2 separate regions of the Zea mays genome follow, and region 2 is linked to region 1. A link is a contact called in public Hi-C data. All regions are on one chromosome and are shown on one strand. The core of a region is the stretch at or near the end of the contact, and the rest is flanking DNA. Distances in the headings are between cores, read along the strand shown.

Region 1 (7,929 bases), core at 2,535-5,034:
TACCACAAGAGAATAATCTGCAAGAAAAAATGGATCAAGAACTTATATAGTTTGTTACTCATCAGCAGATATTAAACTTTATATTAACATTTGCTATGTTTCACCTTGTCCCATCAGCACTGTAAGCCATGGTAGTACACCAATGTCCAGGAGCATCATAGTCAACTCTTGAGCCCAAGCAATCATACAACCATGCCTTGATTTTTCCATCAATGGCAGTAGAGAAGATAAACTACAGTACAAGACAGCTAAAGTTAAGAAATATATGACAAATGACAAATAGTAAGGACAAAACAAAACATATCAGAACCTTTACGTATCAAACATTATAGCAATAAACATGGTGTTAATACTAAATGGGACCATTACAGCAATAGACATGACATAGTTGGATGCTAAAAGGGAACACAAAGGTCTTTCTCAAAAAATAGCATCAGTCGGAACATTGCCAGAATACTAACACAAAAGGTCTGCAACATAATGCCAGTGCAAAATAAATAGATGAGTTTCAAGAAAATCAGCGTTGAAGTCATGCCAAGGGTACCTGAATGGACTCCTTGTAGTGAGGGCATACAGAATACACAGGAGCTTCATGTCCTTCAAATGTGTACTGCTTCTGTCCTGTTTGAGCATCCCACACCTGCCAAATCAAGAGTCCGGATATATTCCAGGTGTTCTTGTTTGTTTTGAGAGAAAAAACAAGAGACCACACAATATCCTCACCTTGATGAGTTTATCATCACCACATGTGATGATAGATAGAGTTTTATTAGGGTGAGAGAAGGCTATATCATTAACCCCACCGATGTGTGCGTCAATCTGTAATTCCAAGAGTTAGGGACCTTAAAGCAGTTAGTATTTACAATCAGTATTAGAATATATGTGCACACACCTCTGCTTGCTGCCGTAAATCTCCATTAGGTACAAAAGTATATGTCTGAACAATATGCTTCGAGAAAGCAACACCTGGAAAAAGCAGCTGGTGGAATTAAATATCTCCATTTAAGATCCAAACAAAATAGAACACCACAATTATGAAACAACATCAATATCGAGATTAAAAAATAGAACACTCCCAAGTATACCATAATGGATAGCGTCTTATTTTAACAAGAGCACAACCAAATGCAAATAATAGCATTGAAAGAAACACTACCATACCTAGAATAGTTCCATCAGGGCTCCACAGACATCTATTGACAGATACTGCAGCATCTTTCATCAGCGAAGCCTGCAGAACAACAAATTGTCGATAAAAAACTACCATTCAAGGCACCAAGCTGCTTCCAGCTGCACAAAGCTCATACACAATAACTGAAGTAGTCACCTGCAAAGGCAAGGTACAGGAACCAATATCCCAAACTTTGAAAGTCTTGTGAGCTATCCTTTCCCGTGAACCAACTTCCCACACCGCAATGTCACCAACATTTGTTCCAACTGTTTAGGTCAGGAAACTGTAAATATAATGGACAGTTACCAAAGTAACAGTTCAATAATCAAGGGACATGTTTGCAGCGAGTACCTAAAAGAATGGTTTGTTGAACGGGGTGGAAATCCAGGCTCATAACATTAGAACCCTGATTAAGGGTACGAGAAACTTGTTTGGGAAGGTCTTCTTGTGTGTACATATTGGCAGGATGGCTTGCACCAGAGAAAGATACCTGTCATAGTTTCAATGAATCATAGCTTGTTTGATTATGTAAATTACAGAAAAAAAATGAGGTCAAACACAAATCAGTCTTGAGTTCGTCTAATACCTCATCTGGTTGTCCAACCCGCATTCTTTTCATGAGATGTTCTGAATCTGCAGATTGGTAATCAATACCAGGTGCACTTGTAGGGGTTCTAGGATGCTTTAGAAATGCCGCTGAGAGCAAACAGCCAGTTCAGAAAGGACCAAACACTGCAACCAGCAACAACCACCATTTATCAGAATTACTTTCAACATACCTGTGTTTGGAGCCTGAACGAGACCAGGTGGCCCTTGTGCAACAGCAGCATGAGGCAAAGAGGGGTTGGCATTTGTCATCCAACCTGCAATTGCGTTTGGAGATGGCGACACCACAGGTTGAAATGGCTGCAAGATCGATGCCATATAAGCAATCGATAGTCAGGATAAGTTAAATGGCCTAATTGTGACAATACTTACAGCATGAGCACCCATTGGTGGAAATCCAGCTGACTTAGGGATGGATCCAAGTGGACCATTGGCAGGTGGAGGTGCTCTTGCTCCATTGGTAGGAGCAGCACAAGAGTGATCAGTGAAGAGTGTCTTGATGTCAGGGTTTGGTCTGGGGTTCTTGCAAAGCTGATGTTGCCAGTTCAGACTGAAAGGCATTAGAAAGAAAACCCAGTTAGCCTCATCTTTTACATGCACGAAATGTGCTTCTGAAAGCATTGTTAGATTTGTAGGCATAACAAGTAGAGAAATCCCAATTGTGGCATTTATGGACATGACCTTACAATAAGAAAAGGGATGGTATCTGCTATAGCATAAGCATCTAAAGCTAGGGCCACTATAAAGAGACCATTTCTTTGCACATTGTCGATAAAAGCTGGTTACTTGGGATAAACAGGTAGAGATGTGCAAATCACATGAAACAATCCGAAAAGGAAGAACCATATCAAGAAGATTCTGTAGTGATGAACAACCAGAAGCAATAAAACTTCAACAAGACAAAAGAACAAAGGAAGCATTGACTACATTTAACTGACACCTTATCCATCATAATTACTAAGGGAACTCAAAGAAAGACATTATTTGGCACCAGAATAACCAGAAAGAAGATTTAAAAAATAGTAAACCTACACAAGTAGCAGTTACATAATTGAACTATTTGATTTATACCAATTGTGCACATAGAAAATTAAATGCTACCATACAATCTAATTAAATTTAGACCAAAGAACATCATAGAATTTATATTCACAAATCGTAACCTGATATTTTAAGGAAGTCTATATGTGTGACTAAACATATCAAAATCAAACAATCAACACCTTTGATTGATCAATGTGCGAAGTCTGGAAGCTTTGAATGGTGGGAAATTCAGCTTGTCCCGGAACAGAGGGTTTGCTTCAATGAGCTTTTTGAGCTCCAAAAGCATGATATTCCGGGCTGACTTTGTGTCCCCATACTTGGACAGCTGCTCATTTTGCCTGTTGATCATTAATACACAATCACATCCGCCCCGGCCCAATGCACTAAACATTTTTCTTCTGAACAGAAAGTTACCGAACCTGAAATTCTCCAAGGTCAGCAGCTGCGTTATCTCCTTGAACAGCTCCTCATTGAAGGAGGCGAATACCTTAAGATCCTTCACGAGAATCTCCACAGCCTTGGCTCTGTCATGCCTGTGACACCGACAGCAAATTCAGCAAAAAAAACAACCTTGACAACGACAAGGGACCAAGAGTAGCTTAGCGATGGGTCAGTCACCTATCAAGGGCCTCGAGGTACTTTTGCTTGCGGATCTCAAAGAAGATCTTCATGGAGTAGCGGTTGTCCTCCACCTTGGTGAAGCCGCTGAGGTACTTCTCCACCTCGTCCCACTCGCCGCCCTGCACGAGGTCCTCGAAGTGCTTCATGTTGAAGTAGAAGCCCGACTCCTGCTCCAACCTGCAGAGGCAACCGCAAAAGGGATCAGAAATCCAGCAAAGCAAGGCCTCGAAAAAAAGCCATTCATGGTCATGGCCTGCACTCACTTGTGGACCGTCTCTTTGAACTTCTCCTCGTCGAGGAACTGCAGGATGAGGAAAACCAGCTCCCTGCTAAGAGACGACATGGCTCCCCCGATCCCGGCCGGAGCCTCCAGCTCTCAAAAACCGGCCTAAACCTCGGGCCTTCCCGGCAGATCCCTCCCAAACCCCCCGCAAAAACCCGCTTCAAACCGCCCAAAAAGCGACAGCAGCAACTCAGCAAGCAAGCGGCTACACCGAGCTCAAAACCTTGCTCGGGAGCCCAGAGCCAGAACCCACGAACCAAGCAAACTCACGACCAGAGCACGGGCCTCGCCGCGCCCATCCCGCCGGGATCCCCGCCGATTCCGTCGGCGCGACCGCCGATCTGAAGCTGCCGACGCCGGCAGCTCGAATCCGGCCGCCAGGCGTCGCCTGCAGAGGGTCCCGCCTCAAACGCGCCGCCGTCGGCTAGGGTTCGGCCGCGCCGCCGCCTCCGTCTCCACGCCTCAGCAACAGCTGCCCGCGTTTCGCTTCTTTTATCTCGCTCGCTTAGTTTCTCTCTCCGAGAACTTCTCTCGCTCTCTGTTTTCTCCTCACCCGTTTCGGGGTTTTTCGGACCGCGTTTTATAGCCCCCTCGAGCAGTCTCTGCATATATAGCAACCCAGACAACCCGAGCAATTACGGTGACGCCCTCCTAGCAGCCACTATATTTACGCGTCTACCACTGTCGCATCAGGTCTCCAAGGGCAACCTCGTGATTTTTCTCGGGGAGGGCAGAAGCGGGAAAGCGGCGGTCGCGCGGTCGCTTGCCAGCCAGGGAGGGTTGTTTCCGTCATTCGGCGCATGGGAAGCGGAGCATCTGGGGGTGGCTGCGGGGCCCACGATGATCGTGGGGACGGTGAGGGGTAGAACGGTCATTTTGGGAGCCGGATACTGTAAGTTTTCCCTGCTGCCACGTCACCCTTCCTCGTACCCATTAAAATAACTCCTTTCTCTTGCCCGGTTTTCCTCCCTCTCTCCATCGCTTTCTGGCGCATCACCGGTTTCAATTTTTGAACGAGGCGGGTTTGTGGTAGGCGCACCCAGCACACCTACCCAGCTTTTCAGGCGTGTACTAAGTTTGATCATGACACGATATAGAATATGTTCTCTTTCTTAGATACTATAGCTTGCTGTTCCAGAAAAAATTGTATATATAGAAGATATACTTGGCTGAAAGATGTTGTGCTATGGATTAAATAGGTATCCAAATTGTTAAGATAAATTTCATATTTTAAAATAGATCATTTCTTATATTATCAAACACACTTATTATAAATAAGAATAAATTTTTGCATAAATTAATTTATACGATATTTGCTCTTGCAACAAAAAATGAAAAAATATATGTAATTGTATCCAAATTATATCCGAATTTTATATCTATTGTTTGAAAAAAATATGATAAATTTGATATTTATTTTTATGAATCTTCATAAGCTCAATGTTAAAAATAAAAATATAAATTTGCATAGCAGATTATATATCCTATTTATTCACAGTAAAAGAGAAAATACCAAAAAATGATGTTTGAATAAATATTTATTTTCATCCCAACTTGTGCATCTGCATACCATATTTCATCGGCTCAACGGTGAAATAATATCTTTTTGGCTACAAAAGTGTTTATTTATGTTAATGTACAGATCATCATATTGCAGATATATTTGTATCCGACACATGTATTTTCTCTAGTTGGCAATTGGTACTCTTTGAGAAGATTGCTTGAACACATGATGTTTTCATCATTAAAGCTAATGTTTTCAACCTCTATTATTTTTTTATCTTTGAGTATGTTGAGAGATGAGTAGCCAATTTAGGGCATGTACAACCCCATTAATTGAGGTGTCTCTTAAGGGGTTTCTAGAAAGTTAAGTGAAAAAACTCAAGATAAGAGCATGTCTCGTCATGACTTTCTATATTTATTGTCTCTTTACTATATTATGGTCTAGAGGCTTAGGGTTGTATTATGTAGTCTCTTACCTGTCTCTTTGATTTAGAAAACCGTTCTAGAGTCTCTAGGTTGTACATGGAAATGGGTGTCTACCATGAAAACCATGTATGTATATTGAGACTGATCTAAAATAGGAAGTACGAGAACATGGCATTCATATATGGTATAGCAATGCATTGAGGCTACCTTCTAAATCTGATTCTCATAAAAAATACTTGTTCTCTAATCGATGTTCGTAGCAGCCCTAACAAGACTTTGGTTGTTGACCATGCAGATAGTCATGGTATGGATACAAACTAGCTATTGTTTCATCCACAAGCTAACGCTAACGCCTAGTTTATTTCGGTGCCAGCATTACCACACACAAGAAAGCCAGCAGCGGCCAATTGGTTTGCACACACGTGCCAAATAAAACCACGGCGACATGTTGGTTCACACTACAATAACAGAAGCCATTTTCGGTGGCCATAAACCGCCAAAATGAGCCTTTCGGTAGCAGGTGCGACATCAGGAGAGAGGAGGGAGTGAGAAGGGAAGAGAGGAAAGAGAGAAGAAAGGGTGTTGTGTCACGTTAAAATTCATTATTTTTGGCAGCCGGAACGCATGCCGTCGAAAATAAGGTTATTTTGGGCGGCCATAGAACTTAGCCGCTAAAAATAACCTTATTTTTTGCGGCCAGTCGACCACTCACAACCTCCAAAAGTTACTTACTATTTTCGGCGACCAGGGTTCGGCCGCCAAAAATGGTGTGCAGTTTTTTGTGTCACGAGAGTTTTTGCCAAATAGCAGCTGAGAATGCTTTAGGGAGTATTCGAACGAGTCATAAACACTTCATAATTGCTATCTCGTAATGTTTTAGGTATAGAAAAATAGTTGGTGCATGATCATAAGTAGTAAGCTTGGCCATATCCTTGAACGGTCCTGTTAGAATGCTTTGATGCTACTAGACATGTAGGAAATAACTTATGGTAGCATCCCTAATGAATCATCAAGAGCTGACCATACATACAATCTGCGTCTAGATAGAACAATCTATTAGCTCACCCATAAGCTAAGGCTATAGTGGCGACTAACTAGTATATATATGCCCGCGTGTAGACTGTGGGCAAAACCATAACGCTCGGTTGGTTCCGTAGATTTTTTTAAACTAGCATTTTTCTAGAGTTGCTTTAGAGAGCATCCAACTAAGCCATAAACTTTGTTTTTTACCATAATAGGTTATATATTAGAAACTTCAATAATATGCACATAATCATAAAGGGAGAAATAAAAAAGTGCAAAACATGATTCTTTTCTATGTTCCATGCTTCCTCACAAACTTCATCCACTAGTGATGGGTGATATCTCATGTCTCATCCTTGATAGAAAGATGCATGTGGTAATTTTGTTAGTACCAGCATGTGCTAGATTAGGGGGTGTTTGATGTCCTTGCTAAAGTTTAGTTCGTGTCACATCGAATGTTAGAGTGATAATTACATGTATTAAATATAGTCTAATTACAAAACTAGTTACATAGATAAAAACTAAACGATAAGACGAATTTATTAAGCCTATTTAATACATGGTTATGAATTTATTGCAGCATCACATGTGTCTATTCAAAAGGGTGTGCATGTGTCTAAACTTCTTCTGATCTTATTTGAATTGCATGCGCAGTTTAGAAAACCCAACGGGAAAGTAAAATACACTATGCATGCAATTCAAATAAACTTTCTTTAAAAAATGATGTACTTTGTTGGGTGACAATAAGTACTCTTAGACTATGTCCACCAGTTTACTCGTATGGTCACCCAAGACACTTATTTGCATTATTTAGCATTATAGATTGCATTGTTCACATAGTAAAGTTCAAATATAGATATGAGTATGAGTAAGCTGCCGAAGATTACTTGGTTTCTAAAGAAATAAAGATAGGGACATAAACGCTAGGTTAGGTGCAGTCATTAAAAAAGGCTAACCGGGGACATGAAAAGGACGCGTGAGATGTCCGAGTATATGTAGCGTGTCGGGGTTGGGTCTTAATTCTCGATTTCCAGACTTGTCGCTTTCTAGCTGCGCGCTAGTGCGCGAGTAGCCGTCGATAAGGATGAAAGTGATAATCTGAACTGTCAGGACAAAATTAATATTTTAATATATATATATATATATATATATATATATATATATATAATTTGATGTTGATCTTTTTTATGTTACTAAACGCATTATTACAAATAAAAATAAAGTATTGTATAAGTTGTTTTATTTATCATTT
Region 2 (7,929 bases), core at 2,152-4,651, 460 kb after region 1:
AACTGCTGCTCGCAGGGTGAATCCCTTTTTAAGCAGACTCTCCAGCTCGCGCCTTGAAATTCCATGGGAAATCTCCCCCGATGCGTACCAGGGCGACCCAGCCTATGACACGAGGGTCCGGTCCCACAAGTCATACAGCTGGTATGCTGGTTCCCGAGTGCGAAGAAGACGAACCGCCACGCGGGGGGCAAATCGCCACCCGCGGTAGTGCGCCTCTTCATCTCCACCGAAACCAACGGCCCAGTCCCTGACGCGAGGTCCCGGGCCCACGAGTCATCCTCCTTGGGTGCCGGTTCCTGGGTGCAGAGAAGTCGAAACGCCGCTTGTGATAGTACTGCGCTTCCTCAGGGCCACCGCAGAGGACAAAAGGTGAATTTTTAAAGGCAGCAGGACCGAGGCGCCTCGCGTGTGGCCTGGCAAAACCATCATGCATGGGGCCACACATCAGTCAACCGCGGGGACAGACACGACAGTTGACGTGACCGATGGCAGCCTGACAGCGCGTGCGTGCTGAATTAATGTGGCGCGCGCTCAGGTGACGCCCCAGTCACCGGTCATGCCATGCTGACGCAAGGTACAAGATTTGGCCCCACCTGCAGGCTTGTACCCTGCCCTGAGGTGGGCCCGGGTGCCACTGTCGGTACCCTGAAATAGGGGTACCCCTTACTACAGTGTGAAGACGCTATACCCGCGTGGCTACCTCTAGTCGCGTGGTGAACAGCACTCTACCCTGCCACGTGGACGGCTCCGGGGTCGCCACGTGGCCAGGGAAGACGATATACTTCAAGATATCAACAGTGGGTCCGGACCCCATGGGAAAGTGTCGGACCCCTGTACATGTAGACCGGACCTCCAGGCAAGGTCCAGGACCCCCACGAGCGCGACCCGGACCCCCGGGATGGGTCCCGGACCCCTCTGTGTGGGGTCTGGGCTACCCACAGCCGGGTCTCGGGACTCTGGGGCAGAGAATACCCAGGCCTTGCTCAAGCAGGGGTCCGGTGCCGACACGTGTCCAGGCCCAGCCTGGTGCGGACCTGTCCGCATAACGCTACTGCTCCCCATCCAGGCGGGGACCCGATGCTGCCATGTGGCCTGCCGCGCGTGACATAAGCCAGCGGGCGGAGCCTGACGTAAAGCCTCCGGGTTGCGCGGCCCCTGCATTTATTGTGGATAAGGCGCACCGCCTGACAAGCGATGTGTCGCCTCGGCATTTAATGAGGCCTGCCCACTCTGCTGTCAGGCGGCGACCTGTCCACTATACTGGCAAGCAGTGTGCCGCCTCAGCATTTAATGAGACCTGTCCATTCCGCTGGCAGGGGGCGTGCCTGTCTATTCCATTGACAGGCAATACGCCTGTGCTGCCTCATGCGCTGCACTCGTCATGACTCGCGCGTTACCAAGGACGCTACCGCGAGATATCAATACTGTATGCACTACGGATATTATGGCGCTCGGAGATTACCCTGGCGTTGCAGGCAGTAGTTCCTTCCTTCCATTTGTCCCTAGGCCCACATGTCGGGGCTCAGTATCCTTGTATGTGCCCCTCCTTGAACTATAAAAGGGAGGGCACACTACGTTACAAGAAAAGCTCACAAGCTCACACGATCACTTAGACTCTCAGACTCACAAGTTCATACAAGCTCTCAAGCTCAATACAACAGATAGTGGAGTACGGTATTACGCTCCGGTGGCCTGAACCACTCTAAACCCTTGCGTGTTCTTGTGTTCATCGTCCATCTAGCAACAGGCAAAACGCTTAGGCCCCCTCCTCATCTTAGGATTTAGGACGGTGCATTCCACCACCCGGCCGAAGATTTCCTTTCCGACACTAGCATTGGTTTTTAGGACTATTGAAGATGTTCTTAGTTTGGGAGAGTAATTAATAAAAAAATTGGCATTTGATCGAACAACAATGTTTACCTACAAGCCACACTAGATGCGGCATCTCCAACAAGTGACTTAAATAGTGCCTAAAAATTAAAATACTATATTGTTTAAAACGTTTAGACACTAAAAATAAATTATGCTCCAATAATTAAGTTCTAAATCATGTATTTTAGAAAGTAAATTATATTATTAGAAAAGAAAATGGTGAGAGCGATGTAGAAAATAAGGATATGACACGAGTGTCAGAGCATCTCCAAAAGGAAATGCAAAAGTATTCGCCAAAAACTGATTATGAGGGTATATTAAATCTTTTTTATGGTGTAAACAAAGTGTACCTCCATCAATTCACGCAAAACGAATGCTCAAACAAAACTGGGCCACTTGCAGGTGCTGTTGCTGGCCCAGCTGATCTCTACCGTTGGCCCGTGCATGCTTGCTGATAGACATATTTATTTGTGCTACTCGTTGTATCACTCTTGCTGTCGCCGCACGCCGCTAGGAATCGACTGCATCAAGGTATGAAACTGTTCCTACGTCTTGATAATTGTTATTAATTGCATCTTTGCTTGACCGTTAATCGGAATTTTGTGAATAAAACAGATTATGCGACGTCATCCAGTAAGCAGAAGTTAGGAACTGAGACTACACGTCATGATTTATTAAGTAAAGATGAAAGCAAACAATTGAACTAATCGATTCTCAGAGCACAAATTTGATTATCAATACAAAATAATTGAAGGTTGAGATAAACAACCACTACCGTTCATCGCGTGCTCCATGGATGTAGACAAGTCGTCAATGCGGGAAAACAAGGGAGCTGCAATTGGATCTGATTCAACGTCGACACAGGACACATCCTCCCATTTCAGAACGGAGTTCTCCTTCACCTCGCATTTGCATTCCATCCTCCAGGTCTAGGTTGAGGCTGATCATTGCGGTGTGGTTGAGGCTGTAGATTCAAAGCAGCCGTCTGTCTCGACTGGGTTTCAAAGCTCTAGCCATCGACTCTGCCGCCGCCTCCTACACTTGTGATGCCTCTCGCGCCGCCACTCTCCATTCCTTCCTCGGCACCTGAATGAAAAATACCGCGGGAAAGGACTAGTGAAGCGCGCGCAAGGATGGATTGGGGAAAGACCTTGCTCACTGATATTTGTGGGAGGGCGGACCACGGATGCGGGACGCAGGTAATTTAGGGGAAGGAAGGGAGGTCTGTTGGACTGAGAAATTTCGTTATTCCACCCCTAAACGCATTTATGGATTGGTTTTAGTATTCTTTTGGAGATGCTCTAAGTGTAGTATATTTGGGTCATTTTGTGGTGTGCCGTATATTTTTGATAAAAAATATAAAATAAGATGTACTATTAGAGATACTATATGGATATTAAATACCAAAAAAATCTTATCAACAAATTAAAAAAACACACGGGGAAATCTTTTCTAGCCAATACCGATACCGAGAGAATCCCTTCAAACACGCCTCTCGCATGTACTCCACGAAAGCTCAAATCAAATACGCACACAAAACAAACCCAGGAGCCAGGTGGGTCACGAGGCCCACATGTCGGTCCCAGTGGGGATGCCCCGCGATACGTTTCCCCGATGGCGCGTAGCTATTTTTGCAAACCGAAGCCGGATTTGGGCGAATTGATAGCGCGTCTCCGCTGTCCCTTTCTCCCCGTCGTCTACGTCCCTTCCGGCCGCGTCCTTCCCCTCCCAAGATCAACCCCCCCGCGCGCTTGTCTCCTTCCCCCGGCCATCTCCGGCACCGGATTTTTCGTCGCCGCCTTGTCCTGGCCCCTTCCGCGAAGACCCATTCCCACACACCCTTTATGCCAACTTGCCGCCCCCGCGGATTCGCGCGCACCGCGGTCGGTGTCTAGGCTTGATTGGCCCTGGCCCAGGAGCACGGCGAAAGGCGGCGTCTTGGTGTGAAGCGGCCGCGCTGGATTGGTTGCCGCCGGTGGTGCTGATCGTTGGGCGTGTTTGAGAGCGCGCCGAAGGCTCTGCCTTGTGGGGAGCGGTCGACAGGCAGGGTCAAAGGAGGCGGTCTTTCCTCTTGTCCCGATCGCATTGTTGATCTGACACGGTTTCTTGGGAAATTCAGGTTAGGGATAGGCGGGGGGAGTGGGGTCGTCGTGAAGGAGGCAGCAGCGGTTCGCGTGGATCGAGGAAGGGATTTTATTGCGTTGGGATTTGGTAGGTGGTGGCGCTGCTCTTGCCGTTCTTGGCATGAGCGTTGGAGATGGGGACGGACTACTACAATGTGCTCAAGGTGAACCGGAACGCCACGGAGGAGGACCTCAAGAAGTCGTACCGCCGGCTGGCCATGAGGTGGCACCCCGACAAGAACCCTGGCGACGTCAAGAAGGAAGCCGAGGCCAAATTCAAGAAGATCTCCGAGGCCTACGAGGTATGGAAATTGCAGGGAAAAAATTGCAGTTACATTGGTTGCAGCTGCAGCACCTTCTTGCTTAGCTTTGCTTTCGCGGCGCAGGCCTGATTAGTGATTACGCTTTGGAATATCTGGTAAAAGTTACTACTGTCTTTCCTCTGAATCGCAAGCACAGTTTGGATAAATTTCCATGTACTTGTTACCAGAGAAAATCCATTTTCACCAGTAGATATTAGCACTAGTTGTTTCGTTAGCGATTTGCGAGCTGGAATTCTGCAAATATCATGGAGATTCGTGTCGACTATGCGTTATGTCGGTTTTCAATATGTAGCTCTTGTATTCTGTCATCCTGATCGAGTGGTCGATCCTGCCTGTAAAATCATAATGTGCGTCATTTCTATGGCTGCTCATTTCTGCATTTTCTGCTCCTTCAGATTACGACAAAATGCTCGCTGGCTCCTTTCAGGTTCTGAGTGATCCGCAGAAGAGGGCGGCGTACGATCAGTACGGCGAGGAAGGCCTGAAGGCCTCCGCAGACGGCGGTGGTGGTGGTGGTGGTTCCACGTCCACGAACGGGGCCGCCAACCAACGCTTCAACCCTCGCAACGCCGAAGACGTGTTCGCCGAGTTCTTTGGCAGCAACAAGCCGTTCGAGAACATGGGGCGAGCCAAGTCAATGAGGTTCCAGACAGAAGGCGCTGGCACCTTCGGTGGGTTCGGTGGGAACGAGAGCAAGTTCAGACCATACAACAACGATTCGGCCGGCACCGGCTCCAGTCAGGCTCGGAAGCCGCCGCCCGTGGAGACCAAACTGCCCTGCACGCTCGAAGAGCTGTACGCAGGCTCAGCACGCAAGATGAAGATCTCCAGGAACGTTGTGAAGCCGAATGGGTGAGCCTTTTTTGTTGCACCATCTTTCACATTTGAGACTAAAGATCACAGATCAACAGAGTCTTAGCTTATTTCAGCTCTCTCACTGCTGAGTTTTGAACAGGCAACTAGGGACCGAATCGGAGATTCTAACGATCGATATAAAGCCCGGCTGGAAGAAGGGGACCAAGATCACGTTCCCGGACAAGGGCAACGAGCAGCCGAACCAACTCCCCGCCGACCTCGTCTTCGTCATCGACGAGAAACCCCATGACCTGTACACGAGAGAGGGCAACGACCTCCTGGTCCACCGGAAGATCGATCTGGTGGACGCGTTGGCAGGAACGACGGTCAGCCTGAAGACGCTCGACGGGCGTGACCTGGTGATTAGGCTCACGGACGTGGTGACACCTGGGTACGAGCTTGTGGTCGCCAAGGAGGGGATGCCTATCGTCAAGGAGAACGGGAGGAGAGGCAACCTGAGGATCAAGTTCGACGTCGGTTTCCCTAAGAGGTTGTCGTCGGAGCAGCGGCACACCATTCGGAAGGTTCTTGGAGGCCAGCCTCAGCAGCAGTGAGCACAGGCGTTCGAAACAAGATTGTCTGCCCCTTATTGGCTACCCATGCAATGCAGATTTGCAGACTAGTTCAGATGTTCTTCTCTTTCTTCGGCTGGCTTGTACTGTATGTTTAGTTGTTTTTTCCTTTGTGGTGTTTTCTGATCTTCTTCTCCCTTGTTGGAAAAAATGGTGGTATTGAAGACCACAGGTGTAATACAAGAATGCTGTCTTTGTGTCTTCATTTACATGTTTCAGATATCGTTTGGTTCACATATTTGTAAGTAACAGATAACATTAGATCATGTTTGTTTAGCTCTAATCGTAATGAGATGCCACACTAGAAATTAATACCAACATATTTAAACTTGTTACTTACCATTTATGTTTGTTTAGGGCTGTCCGTATCCTTTTTCTTATGAATTTTGTTTATTGATGTATACAAAAACAAAATGATATCAGTGTTGCACAACGATGAAGGGTAACAATCTTGGTACTATGTGAAAAAATGAATTTTCTGAAGGTTAACATGCTTTGCAGTCTCAGACCCCCAGGTGCATTATATTACGTTCACGGAATAACATCATGAGGAATTATCCGATCCTGCGTCCGAACCTCGATGGGTTGTTTGGTTTGATGAAGGGAACTAACCTGTCCGCCATGCGATTACACCCTCCTATTCACAGCATCTACTCATTCCTCCAGAAATAGTCGGTCGAACACATGACGGACACACTGATGCCAGACAGCCTGTTAGTGAAATGCCGAATGCTTTTGAGGATTCATCCAAGAAAAAGGGCAGGAACCTGAAACATTTTCCAAAACATCTTTTCGTTTGATGTGGAAATATACATTTCACAGCAACGATTATAGGAGTTCAGTTCAAATCAGCATGTCCAGACTCTTAAACCCCTTTCAGTCCATCATAAGGCAGTCCTGACGACAGGGCAGCCTTCCCATTTTTTTCCTACAAAAGAGCAAACTAGTAAAAGCATCTCCAACAATATATCAAATTGATACCCCATATTAAAATATAGAGGTCAATCTAGAAAAAACAGTTTCAACAGTGTCTTCTTTTATAAAAAATTGTCAAAAAATTATAAGGCACCAAATGCCACAAATATACCACACTTGTTTAGTTGCCCTATCTGCCGCGGTAGACCTAGCTCCACAACAGCCACGTCTTCCCCAATGCTCCATGATCCATGGCCTTCCTCCAATCCTAAAGCGCCACATGGCTTTGTTACTGATGCAAGGTTTATTGTTGGAGCTTAACAATTTGTTGTTGCCCTAAATCCTCTACAACATGATGATTTTAAATTTATAAGGTATTTTTATAGGACACACTCTGGGAACTGCTCTAATTTGGTGACGCCTACGAGAATACGAGATTGTACCCAACATAGGCGAATCTAGTCAGGTTATCGGGCCAGTTGACTTCAATAAATTTTATAAATCCTTTAACAAAACACTGTTAAAGTTAATAAAATTTGTATAATATAGTAAAGTTGCTCTTCATGATTCCAATAATATTTTTAGCTACATTTATCACTGGTGCCTAAGTTTATATCATAGCAGGAAGGGGGACATGTGATTGGTTTTTATACTTTTTAGCAATGGGCATAGTTCCAGAATAGAAAAAAAAGGCATCAAACTTCTTGGAAATGCAAAGATTTTTCTAGCAAATTCCATCGTATAGGCGGTGCGAATAACGAATTTCACAAAACATTTGCCGTTCCGTAAATACCACCGAGCATTTGCCGTTCCGTAAATAGCAACGGCTTCCCTCAAATTGTGCGAACTGTGGGACCCACAGCGTTCATCCAATCTACCATTCGTACTTTTTTTCTTTCTTTCTTTCTCTCTCTCTCTTTTGCCGTTCCACTTGCGCCGGTCGTTATATTCCCGCGTCCACCAAAACCGTTGCCGCCCTTTTTGTTTTTCGTCGCCACGGAGCAGGATCGAGCGCGAGCGACGCAGATGAAGGCAGCAGAGGACGCGGCGGGCCCGGAGGCGACGCCGACGGCGGCGGCGCAGACGGTCTGGTACGACCCCATGTCATCGCCGCAGGCGCCGGCGCCGCAGCAGCAGCCGGCGATAGAGGCTGCGGCGCCGACCTCGCCGTCGGTGAGCTCCGAGGCGCGGCCTCTCAGGGTGTACGCCGACGGCATCTACGATCTCTTCCACTTCGGCCACGCGCGCGCGCTCGAGCAGGCTAAGAAG

Evidence for each region. A called contact is a pair of places that touch in the nucleus more often than the background predicts.
Region 2: a Hi-C map of bundle sheath shows a contact between it and region 1, with 5 times the contacts expected there. The contact joins the promoter of LOC103641254 here to the promoter of LOC100381576 in region 1. A contact is called at or near these places in 8 of 25 Hi-C or Micro-C datasets (bundle sheath, ear, endosperm and 3 more).

The regions. Positions count from the first base shown.
Region 1 is chr10:77,877,455-77,885,383 of Zm-B73-REFERENCE-NAM-5.0, forward strand. It overlaps LOC100381576, which reads right to left and starts at 3,785. Exons shown (of 25, transcript NM_001174401.2): 1 at 3,706-3,785; 2 at 3,440-3,619; 3 at 3,241-3,354; 4 at 3,001-3,159; 5 at 2,150-2,327; 6 at 1,951-2,077; 7 at 1,758-1,867; 8 at 1,523-1,661; 9 at 1,328-1,437; 10 at 1,162-1,231; 11 at 893-966; 12 at 724-819; 13 at 545-640; 14 at 105-232; 1 more. The coding sequence starts at 3,785.
Region 2 is chr10:78,337,122-78,345,050 of Zm-B73-REFERENCE-NAM-5.0, forward strand. It overlaps LOC103641254 (dnaJ homolog subfamily B member 4), which reads left to right and starts at 3,402. Exons shown (of 3, transcript XM_008664618.4): 1 at 3,402-4,297; 2 at 4,746-5,170; 3 at 5,274-6,063. The coding sequence starts at 4,130. The coding sequence ends at 5,727. It overlaps LOC103641255 (choline-phosphate cytidylyltransferase 2), which reads left to right and starts at 7,579. Exons shown (of 8, transcript XM_008664619.3): 1 at 7,579-7,929. The coding sequence starts at 7,687.